3 separate regions of the Gossypium hirsutum genome follow, and all the other regions are linked to region 3. A link is a contact called in public Hi-C data. All regions are on one chromosome and are shown on one strand. The core of a region is the stretch at or near the end of the contact, and the rest is flanking DNA. Distances in the headings are between cores, read along the strand shown.

Region 1 (2,700 bases), core at 201-2,700, 150 kb before region 3:
AAGGAAAACAATATTCAAACAAGGAACAAAAGAATGACATGGTACCAGCAGAACCACAGTTTTCAGGTCAATGGCAAATCATTCAACTTCAACCCCCAGAATTTTCAATTCATGGAAAAGGACTAATCATCTTAAATCCTTACTTAACATATACTCTCTATCACCATCAAACTGTCCCACCATCAGGCATCAGCTAGTAGTCTTTACAAATTTCAGGACAAACTTTACAGGCAAAATGGGGGTAGATTCGTTTATAGACATTTAAATCAAGTAAACTGCTAAAAAGCAACCAAAAAGACATCAATTATCTCATAAGCAGTATGACTAGTTGTACAATCTACAGCTACCAACCAGTTCAATTACCCACTGATCAGCTTCAAAACCATTGACTATAATTAATGTCCTTATGATGAATCACGGGTACACCCTACCTAAACATCCTGACCATATCTAACAGTTCACACACACTAAACAAACGCAAACAATCTGCCTGTCAACATGCATTGCAATTTTTAACTAACCCTCAGCACAATATTCCACTACTAGCACACAAATAAACAAGTCAATATTCAATTACTTACCTGTTATTTGCTTTTAAAAATGCCCTAATCCATCTCCAAATTAACACATTAAGCTAAAGAACGCTAGAAATAAATCAAGCAATCAATATCTAACATCCCCAGAAACCACATTTCAAATTTATTCAACTCTTAAGTCATAACTACACAGTTAACAATAATGCAGGCTGAAAAGACTTACAAAGCTTCAATTAAAAAAAGCTAAACTCGAGTTTCTAATATTAAGCTTTAAGTTTTACCTCAATAACTCCTGCACCTCCTCACCATCGCCGTCACCATCACTCGGCGGGGAAGCATTAATATCAAGGATGCGCTTCTTGGCCTTAAACCCAAGCGGCCACCGTTTACTCCTTACTCCGCGGCCAACACACGCTCCACAAACCCACTCCGCCCCCGAAAGCAACTTCTCGGAAACCCCGGAGCATGCCAAGTGAAACCCTCGCTCACATCCATCACAAACCACCACTCTTCCTCCTCCTCCTCCACCGGGCGTCGCCGCCGACAAGCCACAGACACCACACTGCTCCTCCTCGTTGGCAACGGGAACACCGGCGGCTTCACCAAGAGCCGGGTCGGGATTCTCGTGGATAGCCCGAACAATCGAAAAGGAATCGGGTTCGGCGGAGTCGGAGTCGGGTAGGGTTTCGGCAAAAGAAGAAGAAGGGATCTCGTTTAGATCGATGCCGAGGGGTGAACGAGTCTCGGGCTTTGAATCGTTCGAATCGGAGAGTTCCATTTTTTTTGTTGGTTTTTTCTTTATCCGAGTCGGGGTTTTTCGAAGAACAAATACATTTCTTTCTGAAAGCTTTTTTAAAAAAATTGGAACCGAAGGTTAAAAAAATATAAAGAATTGTCAGAGGAAAATATTAAAATAGAGAAGAGAGAAGCTTTTTTTAATTATTTTATATTTATTTTTTGGATAGGAGGAAATTTACAGTACTCGCTTTATTACACTGACACGTGGAAATAAGTCTAAATTGTTTTCTGTTTAGGAAAGAGTTGGTTTGGGGATCTTGTCTTCAAACGGGGATAACTAGAAGTCAAATAGTTTGAGGTTTTTCTTTTTGTGATAAATATATCCTCTTTTTTTAATATATTTTTATATTTAATTAGGATATACTACACCCTAGAATGAAATAATAAATATTTATTTTATTAATTTTATAATAAAAATATAAAAAATAAATATATATTTTTAATATTAAATTTATGGAAAGTAAAATGTTAATTTTTTTTACCTTAATTGTACATATAATAATAAATTTAGTCTTCAAAATTCACATATTTTATCGATCTGGTTTGATTTAACAAATTTAGTTCGCAATATCTATACGTTTTGTCAATATTTACATGAAATATATAAATATAGAAAGCTTAAATTGTTATTATATCAATCAAAATTATGTATATTTGATGAAAAATGTTAATATTGCAATTAATTATCTTTTATTGCTCATTTTCGAAATTAACAATGATTAAATTACTCTAATTTTTGTAGGAAAGACCAAGTCGCTTAATATTAACTTTGAGTTTTTTACCTAAAAATATTATTTTTAATCATTTCCTAATTAAATCGATGCCCAATTAATTATCGACACTACTTTTAGTTAAGAGTTTATAGTATAGATGATTTTTTTTTTGTTTTTTTATAATATTTTAATCTAAATTCGTATAATTGCTATAGAATCTGAATTCACTTCTTCTTCACATTAAGATTGAATTTGGAAAGCACTTAGTATTCACATTTATTTGATTGCTTGTAACTGTTAGCAGGTTCCACTGAATTGAGTATAATTGGAGGCGGAGCACTCTAATTATACTCTCCTATCCGTAGGGAAGGATGAGAATTGGCGTAATTATACGGGTAACTACAAACAATTACATTGAAATCTAATTACACTTTCTTTTCAAATATACCTATACATAATTTATGTTTAAGAAGTTATTTTTATGCAATAATAATAGTATTTTAACTTTAGAACATATATTTTATTTTAAAAATAAATTTATATTATTTTACTAATCTTGTTTAAATAATATGAAGTCTTGTTGACAAATTATTTTTTTCATACATTTTTACCTACTAAATATTTAACTCAGCTGCATAGGAATTTTTTATAAA
Region 2 (2,700 bases), core at 166-2,665, 140 kb after region 3:
AAAAATTAATGTTATGAAAACCAACCAGTTGGATCGAGAACCAGTTGAGGTATCAATTCGGTGAAAGGTAAAAAAATCGGTTGACCTGTGAATCGGTACAAACTGGTTGAACCAAACTAAAAAGTTTGTTGAACTGATTTCAAACTGGTTTGATTAATTGGTTCCCAGAACGACTGATCCGACTGGATCAAAACAAATAAATTATTTAAAATAAAATATTAAAAAAATTATAAATATCAATTCAATTACTAGTTCAATTGATTTTTTAGCCCAATTCTACCGATGCATACCAATTTGGAGGTCAATTGGTTTTTTCATTTTTAAAAATTTTTTAGTCTTTAACATGTGAAGTTTATTGTCAACTTGATCCATGCCAAGTACATATATATATATTTTTTAAAAAAAATTAATTCTTTTCCTTATTGTAAAAAAAATAAAAAATTCAAACTATAATTATAATCTTTTAAAAAAATTGAAAAAAATAATAATAACACTTTAAAATTCAAAATAAAAATAAAAAGATTTTTTAAAACTATAAAAAAATTCTAAAATTTAATTTTATCTAAACCTGGCAGAACTAATTGGATCAAGAACTAATGGGGTATTGGTCTGGGTGAGAGGTAAAAAACTGGTTGACTCATGAATTGGTATGGATTGATTAAACCAAACTAAAAAACTAGTAGAACTGGAAATTGAACCTATTTTATAACTTTGATTTTTTTTAAAATAATTTATTTGATTTGAACCAATCGTGTTGGCCGTTTTGAGAATCAATTGGTTAGACTAGATCGAAAATAGTTCAATTGTTTGTTTAACCAATTTTTAGCTTGGTTCAATCAATCTGTACCGATTCGCGAGTCAACCTATTTTTACCTCTCGTCAAATTGATATCCCAACTGATTCCTGATCCGACTGGTTGGTCAGGTGCAGTTTAGATAACATTGAATTTTGGAATATATTTAGAATCATTTTTATTTTTTCCATAATTTTTTAATTTTTTGGAAAAAAGTTTTAATTTTTTAATTTTTATGCTTTTATTTAAAATAAGGAAAAATATTTTTTAAAATTTTTATGTAGTGTAAGGACCGATTGACAAAAATTATAAATATTGAGGGCTAAAAAAATTATTTTACCGTTGATACCGTTTAAATGGAGAGATCAAGATTTTTTAATAAAAAAATACAAAGATTTAATGTCTCAAAATTAAAGTATAAGGATTAAATTTTAAATTTTGAGAGAGTACAAGATTATAGAATTAAAGTATACGGGCCAAACTAATAAAAAAAGAAAGTACAAGGTCCAAACTGATAAAAATAGTTTAGGTACCAAAGTGAAAATTTAGCTATAATACAGGGTGAAAAGAGGTGTTAAGCCAAAGATATATTCAGTTTGAAATTTAGAAAATTTTCCTCTTTTATGAGCGAGCCGCATGGACGGCGATGGATACTCCAAATTGCCCATACAAAGTTCCCCCTCTTTATTATCTATCTTTGGCCAAAAAAGGTGAAAGAACAACATAAAATTCCTGTATTTCTTTTCACTTTGTACCTTCTTCTTTGGCCTTCACAATACCAAATCTAATTTTGGCATCTTTAATTCCCATGTTCTTTCTAGGGTTTTGAATTCCCCCTCCCTGGTTATCCCTAATTATTCATCAAGTTCCAATTTTCATTGTCTGGGTACTTTTAGATCTCCTTTTTTTTAAAAAAAAAATTTCGGATCCTTTTTTGTTATCGTAAAAAAAAAAATTCAATGTCACAAGGTTTCTCAATTGAGCTTTACTTCGATCCAGCACTTGAGAACCAGGTCTTAAAAGCTTGGAATGTTTTGGCTCGTCGTCAAATCAGCACTCAGTTAATTGAAATCGAATCAAGGCCTCACATTACTCTCTTTTCAAGCCCTTTTCTCGATCCTGCAAAGCTTGAATCCGTTATAAAGTCCTTTGCTTCAAAGCAAGAACCTTTACCTATTTCTTTTTCTTCAATTGGGGCTTTCCCAAATGAAAACAATGTTCTCTTCCTTTCACCAGCTCCAACAATGACGCTCCTACAATTCCAGGCTCAGGTATGTGAGGCAATTAAAAAGAAGGGATTGAAATTGGGGAAGAGTTTAAAGCTGATGCTTGGATCCCTTATTGTCCCGTAGCTCAAGAAGTGCCTAAAACAAGAATGGCTGAGGCTTTTTGTGTGTTGAGAGAGTTGAAATTGCCTGTTTCTGGGTATGCAATGGATATTGGATTAGTGGAGTTTTCACCTGTTCGTGAACATTTCTCATTTGGACTTGGGAATACCATAGACACATAGAGATTTGGAAGGTCCATTATACAGTGTTAGTCTTTGCTTTTTCTGTTCATTCTGCTTACTTGATGTGTTGCTAATGTAGATTCTATAATTAGTAAATGTTGGATTCTTAGTTGCAAAGTTTACTTGTTTATCATATCTTGTTTTATTGCTTGCATTTTTTTGTACAAAAGTATGTTTTGATGGGATAACAAATGGATTGGCTTAACTCAAACCTTTTATTTATCTTTTATCCTAGTCTTCTACATAACATGATTGGTGGAAATTGTAAAGGATCCCAATGAATAAATGAGTGCAAAATTACAAGAAGTTAAGTTGCATTTTGCTCTCTCTACTAAAAAATTGGATAAATTAGTTTTTAAAAATTTTATCACTTTATATTGTTAAAAGCTGACATATC
Region 3 (2,700 bases), core at 159-2,658:
CCTTTACTTGCACTGCTAATCTTTTTCCCTTCTACTGATGGCTTAAAATCACATCCATGGCGTTTATCATAAGAGAGGGTGACCCTAAGATCTGAAGCACCAAGCACATACTGATATGAACCCATTGAAAAACACCTTCTTGCATCCAAATTGCTGCTACTTGTTTCACCTAATGATTCCCTTGGTTGACCATCTAGCCTCTTGAATTTGCCTAGTCTCACAGGCAACACCCCTTTGTCAACAACAATTTCTTCTATTTCCATTGTTTTTTGACCATGGAGTCCTTCATCTTCCCTTATCTCATCAAATTCAAACATTGGGTTCTCCATTGAAAACCCAGGAGTGAAAAGTGTGCCCCTACAAAGAGGGCATGTTGAGTTTGACAAAAGCCAAGTGTCAATACAATTGATATGGAAAGCATGGCTACACATGGGAAGCAATCTAAGCTTATCTTTCTCTGAAAATTCACACAAACAAACAGCACAATCAAAAGGCTCTTTCAAACCAACAATTTCTTTGTAGTGGAAAACAGGTAAAGCATCAATGAAAGCTTGATCTAACCCAGAATCATGGAGGTGAAAGAGTTGTTGAAGCTGTCTTTGGAGAGCATCAGAAGTGGAGATTTCAGGGTATCTATTAGATTGTGAAGATGTGGATGAAGGTGGATGCTTTGTAAGGAATCTAACAAGTAGATGTAAAAGACCAGAGATGAAAAACAAGACAGCCAAGATTACTATAATGAAAAGAAGTGCTGGACTGATTCTAGAACCAGATGATGATGATGGTGGTGAAGGGCTTGAATCTTTATGAAAACCAGTAGGAGTATAAGGGGGTGGAGGAAGAGGAGATGGGTATTGAAAGTAGCCATCTTTTTGCTTGATTTGATGATAATGGTGAAACCAAGACATCTTCAAATGGTTATGTTCCAAAACCCAACTCTTTTCTTTGCTTTCTAACATCCCACAGATCATATATCTGCACTCAAAGACCATAACTTCAAAACCCCAAACCCCCAAAATTTCAGCCTAACAAAAAATGTTCAAAGCAAAACATTTCCTTTGCACTAACATAAAAAAACATTACATTATCAATAAAGGGAAGAAATTTACCAAAGGTTGAGTGTTTGAAACTTACCAAAGGCTGTAGTTTTAGAAAGAAAAAAGCGTTACAATGGGAGAAAGGTATCTAATCTAAGTATTTATCAAAATAAACCAATGTCAAAAAACACTATTGGTATTTGGGTTTTCTTTTCCTTTTCTTCTAGCTTCTCTGGTGGGAACAAAAAAAAAAAAGAGCCATGAGAGTGTGGCAGAACATAAGCAATAGGTTCCAAAGTGCAAGGTTAAAGGATGCCAAAAAGAAAAGCTGGATTATTGGCCCTACTTCCCAATATGAGCGCGTGGGGTTCAAAGGGTCAACCATAAGCAGGCAGCTTGATGCTGTCCTTGTCTTGTTTAATGTTTGGGTCTTCTCAGAGGTTGGGCTAGCTTGCCTAAAAACTTTTAACTTTTATTAAAAAATCACCTAATAATGTAATTATTTTTAGGTTAAACATTTATTTAGTCACTCGAGTTTATTAGCGTTTCTATTTTAGTTATTCAAGTCAATTTTTTATATTTTAATCACTCTACTATTAAATGTCTTATCTTTAGTCACTAACAAAATATTGATGTGGTAATCTTTTTATTGGTATAATAACAAATTTATCCCTTAACATTTTGTACATTTTAATAGATTAGTCTAAAATCTAAAAATTCAAAAACATTATAATTTTAAAAACTTAAAATGAGTTTAAGTTAATTGAAAGTTTTGGGCTTAAACAAAAGAAAGGATGTTTTATTTGTTATCTGAAAACATAAGAATTTTAAAAAAAAATCATTGTTATTCAATTAAATATACATTTCAAATTTTCAAGTTAAGAATTATATATATATTTTATATTTTTATGTATTTAAATAATATATCTTTTCAATTTTTTATTTTGAATTTTTAAAATTTTGACTAAATTGAAAAAATGTGTGAATATTGAGAGTTAAATTTGTTAATTTTTTTTAGAATTAAGACTAAATTGACAGAATATTCAAAATGTTAAGGGCTAAATTTATTATTATACCGGTCAAAAGATTATCACTTCAACATTCTGTCTAGTGAGTAAAGTCATTTAACGGTAAAGTAACTAAAATTTACAACTTATTTAATAGGAGTGACTAAAATTGACAATTTATCTAACTTGAGTGACAAAATAATAAAATATTTAAATGGGTGGCCAAAATAGGAACACGGGTAAACTTAGATGACTAAATAGGTAGTTTAGCCATATTTGTTAAGTAAATATCATTAAATTAAATGCAATTACACTTAAATTTAATTATCATACTGCTTTCCAAATATACCAATATATTATTTAAGTTTAAAAAGTTTCTTTTATATAATGATGATATTTTAATCTTAGAATATATATTTTAATTTTTAAGGAATAATTATATGATGTTTTACTAATTTAATTTTTTTATTAAAAAATAAATTTTCATGCATTGTTCAAAATAATTAAATAATATTTATTGTAAATTAATTACACTAAATTTACTAAATTGCATTGTGTTTGTTATTAACTATTTATACTTGAGTATCGATAGTAAGGAGAATATGTTTAATGTTAAAAAGGAAATAATCCGACAAATATAGAATGTTAGAGTAATT

The links. A called contact is a pair of places that touch in the nucleus more often than the background predicts.
Region 1: a contact with region 3 is called in a Hi-C map of leaf, with 5 times the contacts expected there. The contact joins the promoter of LOC107888647 here to the promoter of LOC121203100 in region 3. A contact is called at or near these places in 9 of 34 Hi-C or Micro-C datasets (hypocotyl, leaf and petal).
Region 2: a Hi-C map of leaf shows a contact between it and region 3, with 3 times the contacts expected there. The contact joins the enhancer-like site here to the promoter of LOC121203100 in region 3. A contact is called at or near these places in 13 of 34 Hi-C or Micro-C datasets (anther, callus, fibers and 3 more).

What each region holds. Positions count from the first base shown.
Region 1 is chrA09:8,291,829-8,294,528 of Gossypium_hirsutum_v2.1, reverse strand. It overlaps LOC107888647 (methyl-CpG-binding domain-containing protein 9), which reads right to left and starts at 1,450. Exons shown (of 10, transcript XM_016812815.2): 1 at 818-1,450. The coding sequence starts at 1,314.
Region 2 is chrA09:8,002,271-8,004,970 of Gossypium_hirsutum_v2.1, reverse strand. It overlaps the pseudogene LOC107888656. Among protein-coding and RNA genes, the nearest start is that of LOC107888655, 10 kb to the left of the region's middle. Within about 2 kb of position 1,415, at least 7 of the 9 cell types and tissues checked have an H3K27ac peak or open chromatin away from gene starts, as enhancers often do. A contact at or near this core is called in fibers and leaf, where this site is marked.
Region 3 is chrA09:8,141,573-8,144,272 of Gossypium_hirsutum_v2.1, reverse strand. It overlaps LOC121203100 (RING-H2 finger protein ATL46), which reads right to left and starts at 1,408. Exons shown (of 1, transcript XM_041077503.1): 1 at 1-1,408. The coding sequence starts at 992.